Linked DNA regions of Mus musculus: region 1 is linked to region 2. The links are chromatin contacts, called in public ChIA-PET maps. All regions are on one chromosome and are shown on one strand. Each heading gives the region's core, a stretch centred on a gene start, on an enhancer-like site or on the middle of the called end of the contact. The rest is flanking DNA. Distances are from core to core; before and after follow the strand shown. Region 1 overlaps Mbnl1 (muscleblind like splicing factor 1). Region 2 has its middle 16 kb from the start of Gm24382.

Evidence for each region. ChIA-PET counts read pairs in DNA pulled down with a chosen protein or histone mark.
Region 1: a contact with region 2 is called in an RNA polymerase II ChIA-PET map of effector CD8 T cells, with 6 read pairs. The contact joins two enhancer-like sites. A contact is called at or near these places in 1 of 39 promoter capture datasets (cranial neural crest) and 2 of 115 datasets of contacts at active chromatin or transcription factors (effector CD8 T cells and embryonic fibroblasts).

Annotation. Positions count from the first base shown.
Region 1 is chr3:60,574,680-60,580,856 of GRCm38.p6, forward strand. The region is part of intron 2 of Mbnl1 (muscleblind like splicing factor 1); the gene reads left to right. Among named protein-coding and RNA genes, the nearest start is that of Mbnl1, 77 kb to the left of the region's middle. Within about 2 kb of position 1,857, at least 86 of the 459 cell types and tissues checked have an H3K27ac peak or open chromatin away from gene starts, as enhancers often do. A contact at or near this core is called in effector CD8 T cells, where this site is marked.
Region 2 is chr3:60,108,784-60,115,546 of GRCm38.p6, forward strand. No RefSeq gene overlaps it. Among named protein-coding and RNA genes, the nearest start is that of Gm24382, 16 kb to the right of the region's middle. Within about 2 kb of position 2,703, at least 20 of the 459 cell types and tissues checked have an H3K27ac peak or open chromatin away from gene starts, as enhancers often do. A contact at or near this core is called in effector CD8 T cells, where this site is marked.

The DNA.
Region 1 (6,177 bases), core at 607-3,106, 470 kb after region 2:
CTGATTACCAACAGATTGTAAAAGGGGGTAGAATTTAGTACCAACCGATACCTGGGATTCTTCAAAGTACACCAAGTCCCTTGTGAAGACACAGCTGTGGTTAAAAGGTGCTAAGGGTCTGCCAAATTATCTAATGCCACATGTCTTATGTCTTAGGAGTGACACCATATGTAAACGCTTGCTTCAGAACTGTTAGTAAGTCCTGTGCAGAGCCAGATATTATTCTGAAAATAGAAGAAATCTGTAAAGTTTGCCCACAGAGAAGTACTGTTTCATGAGTAGGGGATACATTGTATTGCACTAGCTGAGCTCCTCTGAAGGATCCATTGTTACCAGATCAACAGAGGTTTCTCATCTCTCTGGAAGAGCTGCTGCCTTGGAACAAACAGCCAAGCAACGCCTCCAAGCTTGTTTATACCAAGCTTGTTTACAGTCCTCCTAAAGACAGCTCTTTGGTGCACGTTGCTGTACAGAGAATTGCATGTGTTCTGGGATACAGGTATATCATGAAGAGTTTGAAGCCTTATACTTATAAAGCTGTTGACAATTTCCAGTTGTTTTTTGAGGTGGTGTGTAATAGTGTGGTCTGAATTCCACATGCATGAGTTAAATTAAGCAAGTTAGCGTGTCCATCCTCTCAGTGTTGTTCACTACCCAGTGACTATGCACCATGTCTCTGTCTAGCATTTTTGTCATGGTCTGTGCTAGTAAAATAGTAATAAAAAAGACAGAGTAGTCCACCATATCCCATCCTGGGGATGTCCATGGTCATCTGGCCTGTTCTATGTTGTTTAATGCCTTGAGTCATCAGTCAGGAACATAGAGTGATACACTCAAAATATTTTTAACATGTGGTATTTAGAATGTTTAGAATGTCAAAGAATACTCTGTAGTGATCTTTCCCTGGAGGCAGGGTGGTTCTAAAGGACTACTCTCTGGACACTTTTATAAAGTGCTTTGGAAGAAAAGAGCTCAATTTCATGGGAAAATATCATACCACACACTGCAGTGGTATATTAGTCGATTAACCTCCAAGAAATGCAAGGAACAGTACATTGCTCATTTTTTTGGTTGTTTTCCTATGAATAAGAGAATGTGTTTGATGCTCCCTCAGGGAGCTACACCTTTTTCTGTGATCGTGTTTTTTTTTTTTTTTTTCACGTTTTATGTCCAAGTGTAAATGATGGAAGAGATAGCATAACCTGTTCATATTTGTCTTAGAATATATTAAATTCAGTTTCTATGGCAACGTTTTTTAATTGGCAAATTCTATTCTGCTAGTACTCTCCAGCCTATTTTTCTTGGGTATATGGAATTGTCAGAAATGCTTCACATAGTAAAAGTTAGACTTAACTGTGCTCTTTGACAGGAAACATGTTCATGGGCCAGGGTTGATTTCATTTGTTAATTTTCTGTACTGTGTTTTCGTGGTTGGTTGCTGTGGCAATTATGTGTCTTTCTCGACACCCTTCCTGTGTCAAGAAGCCAGTGAGGATTGGTATTTTTGTCTGAGCTTACAAGTAGGTGACAGCCTTTCTTAACTGAAAAGGAAGAAAGGAAGGAAGGAGGGAAGGAAGGACAAAAGAGAGAAAGAAGGAAGGAAGGAGAGAGAGAGAGAGAGAAAGGGAGAGAGAGAAAGAAAGCAAGCAAGCAAGCAAGCAAGAAAGAAAGAAAACAGTGTTTGAAAATCCCCCAAATCCATTTAAGCAGGGTTCTGGGTGATTCTTGACTGTAACAGAATAAGCTAGACTGATATATCAGAAACACAGTTTTCTTTGCTCATCGTACACATACTGTCTCTTGAATCAGTGTGGTGCACAATGTTGAAGCAGGTACTGGGTAAGTTGGATTTGGCTACTGCAGTGTTATAAAAATAGATTAGGTAAACAGACACAGCAGGCCCATGCGGCTTGGGTTCTGACTCCTCCCCAGACTTAGTATAACTTTAATAGGCTGTAGTTCTAAAGAGAACTATGAATCTCTAGGGTGATTTCAATATTATATAACGAAGGAGGAGCTGTTTTATAGCAAGGAATCAGGTGTTATGTCTTGTAAAATAATTTCAGAGAGGTTTATCTGAAAGCTTCAGTTTTTAAGCTATTCCAGGCGACGGTGGACGTCTTTATTTTTTGCCTTTGCTATTTTTAGAGCCCTGCAGTAGCATAACCCTGCACCGCACACAAAGCAGTACGGCAGTTGGTGTTGGATGCAGAATTGCTATTAGATGAAAGCTAACAAAGCAAATCCTTGGAAAGAAGGAGCCTGTCTGCGGTAAAGACTTTCAGTATGAAAGTTGTAATGTAAAAATTAGAATGCTCAAGGATAAAATAACTACTTCCCTCTAAGAAGCCATGCCTGTTTAGTAGAGAGTAATTGTAGCCACTCACTTTAGCTACTCTGCACCACTGCAGATGTTCTGAAAAGGTGTTCCTTTCTGAATTGGTCCATGGCATTTTTGGATTTTTTTTTCCCTTTTATCAGAAGTCGTAGGAAACTTTTATAGCTGAGTATTTCAATCAGGTTTCATTTTACTCTTCTAATCCACATGCTTTCTGAATAATTATAGCACCAGTATGTGTATAAATATTCATATTTTATAGGTTGATAGGACTTATGCATTATCTCCAGTAGTCTAAGAAAAATAAAATGTGTTATCAACTAATAAACTGTTGAATCATCTGAAAAGCCCATTGTACAGAGGAATTCAGAAAGTAGTGGAGATGAGGTGGGCTATAACATCTGTGGAGTGAAGTGTGCTCAGAGCCACAAGCTTTGAGCATCATTCTGTGGTCAGTAGAATTCTTTTAGATTATTTATAAATCTATACTTTAGCTGTCTGGTTTTAAATATTTAAAAGAATACCAAAGATTCATGACATAATTAACCGTGTTGCTGCTTAAGAGGAAAATTAAAGCTCTCTGAGTTGGCCTTGCACACCTCCTTGTCTGTCTGCCTCAGTGTGTCTTTGTTTGTTCAGGTAGACAGCAACCCTGATGAAGTGGAGGGGATTTGTCCATTTAGGAATGTTTAGAGATCTGGGGGATACACTACACCGAATTATCAAGGTTCTTTTCATAACCAGACTATACAAACAGCACTTGAGAAATTAGTGCAGAAAGGTTTGTAGCATCATTCTGTCATCAGTAGAATTCTGATCTTTGGATTTTTAACCCTCACCAACCCTGTCTAATAGCTCAGAGCAGCAACATAGCCAGCCTCCTTCTGTATTCTCCAGCAGTTCCCGTGCTGAGAGCAGATCTCTCGTTTTGGGAATTGTCAGATTTCCTGCTGTTACATCTTTATCCAAGCCAGTCTGACTTTGAGCATTACTGCTTGCAAGTACTGTTAGGGAGAGGAGGAAAATCAATGTCTCCAAAATGGGCAGGGTTATAGCTCCAGACGCAGCAGGCTAGACAGCTGTACATCTGGACCCTTTACTGATGGTTTCGTCAGGTACACATGAAGTACATCTGCTGACCTACAGTTCTGTGACAGATAAATTAGCTGAATTATTAAAGAGCTTTCTTAATCACCAAACATGTTCTAATTGAATGATGAAGGATGAAGGTGAGCAGGCAATGAGTTTCAAAGGGTCTAGAAACAGGTGTGTGGTATAAAATGTAATGGTATACTTTTTCTTGTTGCTAGCCTAATTTAGTTGCATTTGTTTTCCCATATTGATAGGAAATGTATTTTTCATATTTTTAGATCTTGAATGGCGCTCAGTCTCTACACACACCCTATTATGCCATGAGACACTGATGCCATTCCTCTGTACACACAAGCCCTGGTGCACATATGCACATGCATATAAGCTCACCTGTAACATTTAGGTATTTAGGGTGAAATCAAGTGTTTGGAAATGAAATGCTGTTTCTCTTTTTATATTAGGGAAACATAGCCAACCATCAGTAACAATCTTATCAGATTGGACTCCTTTGTGAAAGAGTTTTAGGACAGGACCAAAATATCCTTGTCTAGACCTCTTCAGAGTAGAATAGAAAACCGTACTTTGTATAAAGTTCCGGTTGAGGCAGAACAGCCTGAAGGTTTCCAGACTGAGACTGAAAGCATCCAACAAATGCAGATAAACCTGCCTACCATAAACACTGCCACATCTCCTGGCATTCTCCCACTGCTGCATGCTGAACCAAGGGCTGCCCACAAAATTTCACTGAAATGTACCCTTGTTGCCTTAGTAGATAGATAATATAGTTATTACCATTTTGTTCATGAGGACACTGAGGGGCAAAGGACTAAGTAATAAGTACAACAGAGTCACAGGTAGGAAAGTGCAGGATTAGTTTTTAAATTTATGTTCCTATTTTTGCTTCTTTGAACCCCACTATTAGAATTTATCCCCATATCAGTTTTAAGGAATCAAAATGAAGAAGAGCGGTCCGTGTTTAAAAAATAATGTCTTCATGGAAGTGTGTGCTGGGTTACTGTTTCAGATTTGTTCAGTATTCAAAGCTACTGTTGAATTCCTGCCTTTCTCCTACATTTCCATTTCTTTTTTCCAACTTCTCATACCAATGAGCATTCCTCCCTTTGACCTTGTCATTTGCATTAGAACACTTGCTTCTTTGGACCTTAGACTATCATCAAGGGATCATAACTTTTCATCTAGCTCCAGAAGTCTAGGAGAGCTGACCACCTTGAAGGACTCACTTATTCGCTGCCTTTAGCTCTTGTCGATATTGTTTTGCTTTTATAGCATACTGTTAAGCATGGGCCAGGCATGAGCACCATGACAGTCTCCAAGAAAACACCCTTACACACTTCAGGGCGTTACAGAGTATATGTGAGAGCCAGAAAAGCAAATTGACCAATGAGGTGTTGGCATCGTAATTGGAAGCAATGAGAAATAGCACACAGTTGCACGAGGCGAGCTGAATGTCTGTCCCTTCCCACCCCCACCTCATAGGCTCATAGTAGAGCACATTTTGAAAATTCTGAGGAATTCATTCCAATTCTATTTTGGTAGGCAAGGAAAATTTAGAAAATTGGTAATAAAGTATTGCCAGTCTCTACTGTCATCTCAATGAATCACAAACTTTAGCTTCTTTTACTGAGCATGGATACAAACACAGAATCATTGAGTCCCATAATTTTGTTTTTTAAAAGTGTATCTGTTCGTAATGGAGAGAATTGAAATTTATACGTGGCAGGGGTAGCAAAGTCATTTCTCTTTATAGTATCAGGTTTTAGGAAGCTCCATTCTCCCAAAATATGGCGCTCATTCTCTCTACCAAAGGAGCCATTTCCTGTCAATGTCAAGGGACAAATGGCCAATGGGTGTTGACTGTTGACCAACCAAAACCAGTGCTGGCCTTTAGGCTCTTTCAGTATAGCAGCACAACTATTCATGGCTCTTTTCAGCGCTTCTGATCCTACCTCCTGCTTTAAACTCCAACTCCTGGGCTTCCCTCTTTCAGCTTCCCTCTCTCCCTCTCTGTTCCTCTTGTGGTCTGGACTCTTTCAGATGCCTTTGGCTGTGTCCTTCTTCGTATCTACAATTAAAGTCTTTCCATCAACAACACTTCGGAGTAGTCAAGTCTTTAGTTTATAAATCTAGTGCCTAAACCCTCAGTTTATACATCTGGTCCTGAAAGCTCTGGGTGGGAGCACAAATGGATCCCTCCCTTTCAAGGGGTCTTGCCTTTCCTAAGCAAACGAAGCTGCAGACTTGACTCTCCTAAGATACGCATGTATCTGTTTTGTTTTTATTTATTTAATTCTAGAGTCTTCCTCTTCCTTGCTTCTTCCTTTCACCTTCTGTACTTCTGCTGTGGTATTCGGGGCAGCTCTCTGGCTCCTGGAGCCTGCTTCCCCCTCCTGGGTGCCCTTCACAAATAAAGGCTCTCTCTCCCTCCACCTCCTCAGTCCTCTTCTATTGAGTAAATTTAACTGCAGCACTATCTGCTTTGTCTCTGTTGACTTGCTGGAGCTTACTATTACTATAAAACCATTCTTCTCAGCCTCCTGGGCCCCTGTCATATAGAAAATGGATGCCTCTCCTCTGTGACTGGAGATATCTCTCTCTCTGACAAATCTCTCAGTGCATTTGAGCATGCCCCAGATTGAAGCTCTTGTTGCACAGAACACTTATCCTCTCCCTCACGCCTTTCTCCTTCACTGCATGTTCTCGGCTCCCTCCGAGCTTCCTCCTCTCTG
Region 2 (6,763 bases), core at 1,453-3,952:
TTTTAAAAAAAATACTGACCGTATTAAACAGCCCTGAGTCTAGGGGAAAGAAACTGCTGAGACTAGAGTCTTAGGTAGGGAGTTGAGAGGTGCAGATGACAGCATCATGATAGAAGTAAGCTCCAGAATACAGGACACTTCCCTTAGAAGTCTGACTACTCCACCCCAAGCTTCAAGGAAATCATCATGAGTGGCATGTGGCTTGCAAACCTGCTGCCTAAGACACAGGCAGAGGCTACAGCTGGCATCTCTTCAGAAGATCTCCCTCTATGCTGAGGGCAATGGTGTCAGCAGTGTAGGGAGGGAACATGTCAGAGATAGCAGGAAGACACTCTACAGAGGACACTTACATAAAACTAAACTGGTTCCTGGAAAAGCTCATTTTCCAAGTAGGTACTGTCTAGAGATAATTCAGCATCTAAACACTGAATCAATGAACATTCACGTACCATATTTAGAAAACTGACAAATTTTGGACCACTTTCTTTGGGTTATCTCCACCTGTCTGATGACTATGACACTGCAGCTTAAAATTCATCTACATTCCCATAGCACAGAATAAAATCTTTGATGGGTTAATTAGAATTACAGATATTAAATTAGAATTTAATGTAATTATTCTGTTCACAATTACTTTAAATAGACTTTCCTCAGGAAATTTCCAGAATTTTAAGCAATGACATTTGGCAAATGGCAGACATTTCTGTATCAAATATTAACTATATTATATAAGTGTATCTTATTATATAAGTGCACCTTATATACTCCTACACACGTGTATGTATTATATAACAATATCTATAAGTGTAGGTTGACTGTTTGATAGTTGAGCAAAGATGGATTAACATGAACAAAATGTAAATTATAAAATTATTGTCATATGAAAGGTATTTTGGAATTAATTTCTTGCTGTAACTGTCAGATCTGTTTTCTTCTGCTTCTAACTGGCCATTGCTTTCTTCTATTTACGTCTTCTATTTATGCTTTATTTTTCCTCCTCTGCAGACCTTTGCTTAGTTAAAGCCCTTATCCTGGTACCTGAGATAGTTCAGTGGCCTTTCAATTGATTTTGCCTTTGTTTGAAGTCATTTTTTCACATTCATCCAATGTTTTCTTATTGTCCACCAGAAAGTCCCACTACAATGTCCAGATGCTATTGCTCAGTGCCAGCTGTGCTTTTCTTTTCTGTCTTTTTTTTGATGCTTTTTTAATTTATTAGGTATTTTCTTCATTTACATTTCCAATGCTATCTCAAAAGTCCCCCATACCCTCTCCGCCAACTCCCCTACCCACACACTCTCACTTCTTGGCCCTGGCATCCCCCTGTACTGAGGCATATAAAGTTTGCAAGATTAATGGGCCTCTCTTTCCACTGATGGCCAACTAGGCCATTTTCTCCTACATATGCAGCTAGAGACACGAGCTCTTGGGGTACTGGTCAGTTCACATTGTTGTTCCACCTATAGGGTTGCAGACCCCTTTAGCTCCTTGGCTACTTTCTCTAGCTCCTCCATTGGGGGCCCTGTGTTCCATCCAATAGCTGACTGTGAGCATCCACTTCTGTGTTTGCTAGGCCCCGGCTTAGCCTCACAAGAGACCCAAGATACAAGATACAATTTGCAAAACACATGAAACTCAAGAAGAACGAAGACCAAAGTGTGGACACTTTGTCCCTTCTTAGAAATGGGAACAAAACACCCATGGAAAGAGTTACAGAGACAAATTTTGGAGCTGAGACGAAAGGATGGACCATCTAGAGACTGCCATATCCATCCCATAATCATCCTCCAAATGCTGACACCATTGCATACACTAGCAAGATTTTGCTGAAAGGACCCTGATACAGCTGTGCCTTTCTGGGTGACTCCATAGCATCCATCTGTAACTACTTCATAATAACTTGTCTTATCTAAATTGCTTTTTATCATATTTACACTTAATTTGTGTGTATGTCTGCATATACTCCATGTATGTAGGCTCACCAAAAAATATCCCAGGTGCTTGTCTGAAACTGGAGTTATAGACGGTTGTTAGCAGCCATGTGGGTGATAGAAACTGAACACGGGGTCATCTGTACAAGCAGTAAATACTCATAACAGCTGAACTATGTCTTCAGCCATGAATCTTGTATTTTACTGTTGTCCTGAGTCCCTTTTTTCCACCCAGGACCTCTCTCAAGGTTTTGGACTGTCCAGGTAACTCGTCCTTCAGCAGAATGTATCAGTTTCTGTACAGAAGAAATACTCACTACATTCCCTGGATGAAACACATCTCTCCTATTGATGGGATGATTGATATTTTCAGAGAACTGAGGTCACTTAGCCTGCTTCTCATAAAAACATTCAAATCTCAAAGTCTACAACTTTTGAGTAAAATTTTTGATATTATAAATGATGTGGCTGGCCACTGTCTGAGACTCTATTTGTTCCTATTTTATTTGTTTTTCATAGCAACTGAGAACAAAACAACAGAGACCAAGAATTGAAACTTTGTAAGTCTAAACCCTTATGCAGACCTAGGACAGGAAGGGCCAAACCTCAAGTTCACACCCAGCTTGTGGGTATAAGAGAGCTAAGTAAGAGACGCAAGGCAGTTAGGGCAGTTACAAGAACTCATTTTCCAAGACACATCTGAAAGAAAATGTATGGTGCTGCATCTCACTCAAGTCCAGAGGCCTTCAAGAGGGGGGAGCAGCTAACCAACTCTGACTCATGCCAGGGAATCAAGGCTAGGAGGGCAAAGGACAAGGCCTGGCCTGGGACTCCATGGATACTTGCCATAATTGAAGTTACAAAATATAAGTTGCTTTTATGTTATTTCATTTTAGGGTTGCTGCGGATTCTGCATAAGGCCTTATGTATACGAGGTATGCCTAGTGTCCTTATGTGTTCTTTATGCATGGAACCCTAACCAAGATTCGACTAGAACAAGGCTAAAGGGAGGACATAAGCTGGAGCTGAGGCCCTGCACTGCTGAACAACTGGAGCTGTCATCAGGCCGCGCTGTGTGATGTGTGGGGCTTTGTTGAAAATTACAAGCAGATTGTCATGTTCAAAAACTGCTAAAAATTTCAAGAAGATACAAAATAGCATCTTAATCATCACAATGAAATCCTCATGATTGGAGGAATTTTACTCAAAGTAAAGAACTAAATGCCAACACCCTGGAGTTTTCAGGATCGTGCCTTGAAACAAAATGAAAATATCTTATAAACGTGCCTAAACAAATCCTCCTTGCCCACTGTCATAGTTATAGCTAATTTTATTTATTTACTCAGACTTCCCAGGGTGACCACACGCATCTGCACAGTCTATCACGGTGCAAGCCCACGCTTGTGAATGGATGTTGAAAGACACTTTCATGAACCTAAAAGACAATGACGTTAAGGTGAACTTGTTGCTTAATTGAACAATATTCCAGAATCACATTTTAATAAGTTATCATGTAACAGTCTTGATGGAAATAAACAATATAATAATGTGTGCATTAATTTTTAAATGTTTATGGCTGTTATTTCATTTACAAATGAGTAAGGTCTCTGTGAATACAAATCTTTTTTTTTCATTTTTTATTAGATATTTTCTTCATTTACAAATCTTGATCAAACTAGCAAACTCTGCACCAACCACCCAAAGTATCTGCAATATAAAGACAAGCTACATGCTTTTACTCCCCTCTTGTGGTCTTGATTTGTCAGTGCAATGTCCCAGATAGCAAAAACATTTCAAGTCCTCAGCAGGCTATTTGATGATAATGGGAATTTAGAATAATATTCTAAATAATTTTAAATAATTAAGAAAATATTCTAACATATTTTTCAATAATAAACTTATGAGTTGTGTCATGGACCCCATGGAGTTAATTTAAATATTTCCTCTTGTGCTGTTTTGCCATGAAGATTGCCCAGAGAAACGTGTAGATGTTTTCACACCTGCACAAAATAGTCCAAATTGTCAATACTGTAAGTCAGCTAGTGACCTGGAATAAAGATGACTTGCTGGTGAATTAGCATCATCTTCTCAATTAAGTTCTCCATAAAAGAATTCTGGACTAAGTTTCCATCCTTTGTAATAAAGTCCCTCTTTGTCCTAACAGGAGAACATGTGGGATGCTGGACACACACTAGGTTAAGGATTTGCTACTCTGCATGGCTGTACTAGTATGTTGCCAGATGTTTCTTTTCATTCTTGCCATGACCAGAGACTCAATGGAGTCTCACTACCTGCCCTGCTCTCTCACCTCAGCCCCCTGCTCAAAAGATGCCTGCAGACTCTGCTCTTGGGACACTGATATTTCAACATGATCTGGTCTGAGAATTACAGGACAGCTGGCTCTCATTGACCTTCTTTTAAAAAATCTAAGGAAGCATAGAGCTTCCAGATGTTTTCACACAGGAGACAGCTCATGCTGACACAGGGCACCAGGATGTGAAAGAATACCTGACATTGTATATGAGCTCCTTCTTTGTTGTTGTTGTTGTTATTATTATTATTATTATTATTATTATTATTATTATTTTAAATAGTTCTGGGGGCCCAAATGCATACATCTGTTGAGGGCCTTTGATCTTCACTTTCCTGTGGAAAAAGATAAAGAGGCAAGAAATTATGTGTAGTAGGGACAGGAAGGGGGCTGCTGAACCCCCTTTTGATCAGGACCCTTCTCTGATAATAACTAACTTACTCTGATAATACTGTCATTAGTTCATTCAAAGGGCAGCTTTCTCATGTCACTTTTGAAAGGTGCCCCCCACTATACTTGTGTTTTGGGTTACTTAGCACATGAGGTTTAGAGACACATCCAAGCCATATTACAAAGTGTTATCTCCAGACCCATATTGCTCAAGCACTACCTGAGTTAGACTGTTCTGGAAGCCCCATTACCACTACACTTTCCCGGTCACTTCCAAAGGTTCTTGCTGACTCAGTGGGTCCAGATGAATTCTGACCTGCACATTTCCACAGGCTGACAGATGTGTTGCAGACAATCTCCCTAGAATCACCTTTACAAACCATTACCCTAAACTCTCTCTCCTCGTGACTCACAGCGAGGCCTATGAAAAGTATAATGACGCTTTGTTTCCTGTCAAGGTAAACCTTAGAATCATGGCATCTCCATCCACCAAGGTCTGTGTAAACATGTCATATTTCCTGGCTGTACTGAATTATTATAATATGATATTGTAGAGGGATTCTAATGATTAATAGTTGATAACTTCATAAAACATGTAATTAAATAGTCTCAATATATTAATGATGGACACATGACACTACTGTATGGGTTAGTTCTCCTGTGGCTGTGACAAAGGACCTGACAAGGAGCAATTTAAAGAGGGGTGTGTGTGGTAGTTCATGTTCCAGTCAAGGCACAGAGATGGAGTTGAGAACTTGAGGTGTCTGGTCAAGATGCACCAAGAGGTGAACACAGGTGTATGTAGGATTTCTTTCATTTACACACACACACACACACACACACACACACCACTTGAAATTCATTCTGGTCCCTCAACCCCTAGGAAGTTGGCATCTACAAAGTGGGTCCTCCCCTCCCCAGCTGCTGAATCTCTTTGGAAATGTTCACAGACACATCCATGAGTGTATCTCCAAATCCAGTGAAGCTAACAAGGGGTTTGATTATCACAGTTATCAATCATAAAGAAAGATCTTTATGTTCAAAAATAGCTCAGAGACTCCTGATCATGATTTCACATTCCTGATAGATATCATAAACCTTGCAGTCAAATATAAATAATAGTAATTTTACAAACCTTCAATTGTTTAACACAAATGACATTTAATTAACAGCTGTAATGGTTTTCCCTTTTAACCAGAAAGTTAAAATATTTGAAATGTCTTGCAATAACAGAAACGAGTTTCAAAAAGAGTGGAATGTGTGTGTGTCCAGTGTTCCAGAGACAATGTGTGCTCATCTTGTTGGAGCAGTCAGCTCCTGGCTAATGAGATGATTCAGTAAGAGGACATTGGCTGCTTTCATTTCATGTCAGGGGTGAGAGTCAAAGCCCTCACTTGAACTGTGCTGGCCTCCTGACAGGTTCCCTATAACAGGCCCTACTCTGCAAACCATGCTTTGGACTTCTTGTCCTGATCCATTGGAAGGGTCTGCAGAAATTTTCACGATGATGAGAGGGTGTCTGCTCACAGTAGACAGAAGTGTCCTTCTTGGTTCTCATTTCTGATGTAGATGCTACCTCATTTTTGGAGAGGAGGGGAAGAGGCTGTTAATGGCTTAGGGCTGAGGCACTGACAGGTTTCAGGTACCTCAGATTGTGTTTTCCTCTGCAGGTCACACAAAAACAGTGTAATGGAAACATCAGTAACATTTTCAAAGTACAGGGCCCATTCCCTCCAGCAGATATATTGAAGTACTGGCCCCTGCCTCTTGCCTCCTCTTATGTCCTGGTTTTTATATTAAGCCTCTTTTGAAAATTTCAACCTCATAAAAAAGACTCAAGGATTAATATGAAATATCTCCAATTTCTCCTTTTTGTCTTTTTACCTATAAAATATAGAAACAAGCTATTTATTTTTTCCTATTCATTATTGTAATAATATGCATGGTATATATCATATTAACTTAATCACTTAAGGGAGATTGTGCAGTCTTCCTTCCTTGGTGAATGTCAGAATAAGCCCAAGAAAAGAAAATTTATTAGGGAATTTTAATAAATCAAAGTACTGTTGGTATTAACCCCAGCCCAACTCCAGTAACTCAGTGCCAGCAGTCACAGCAGCAGCAGCAGCAG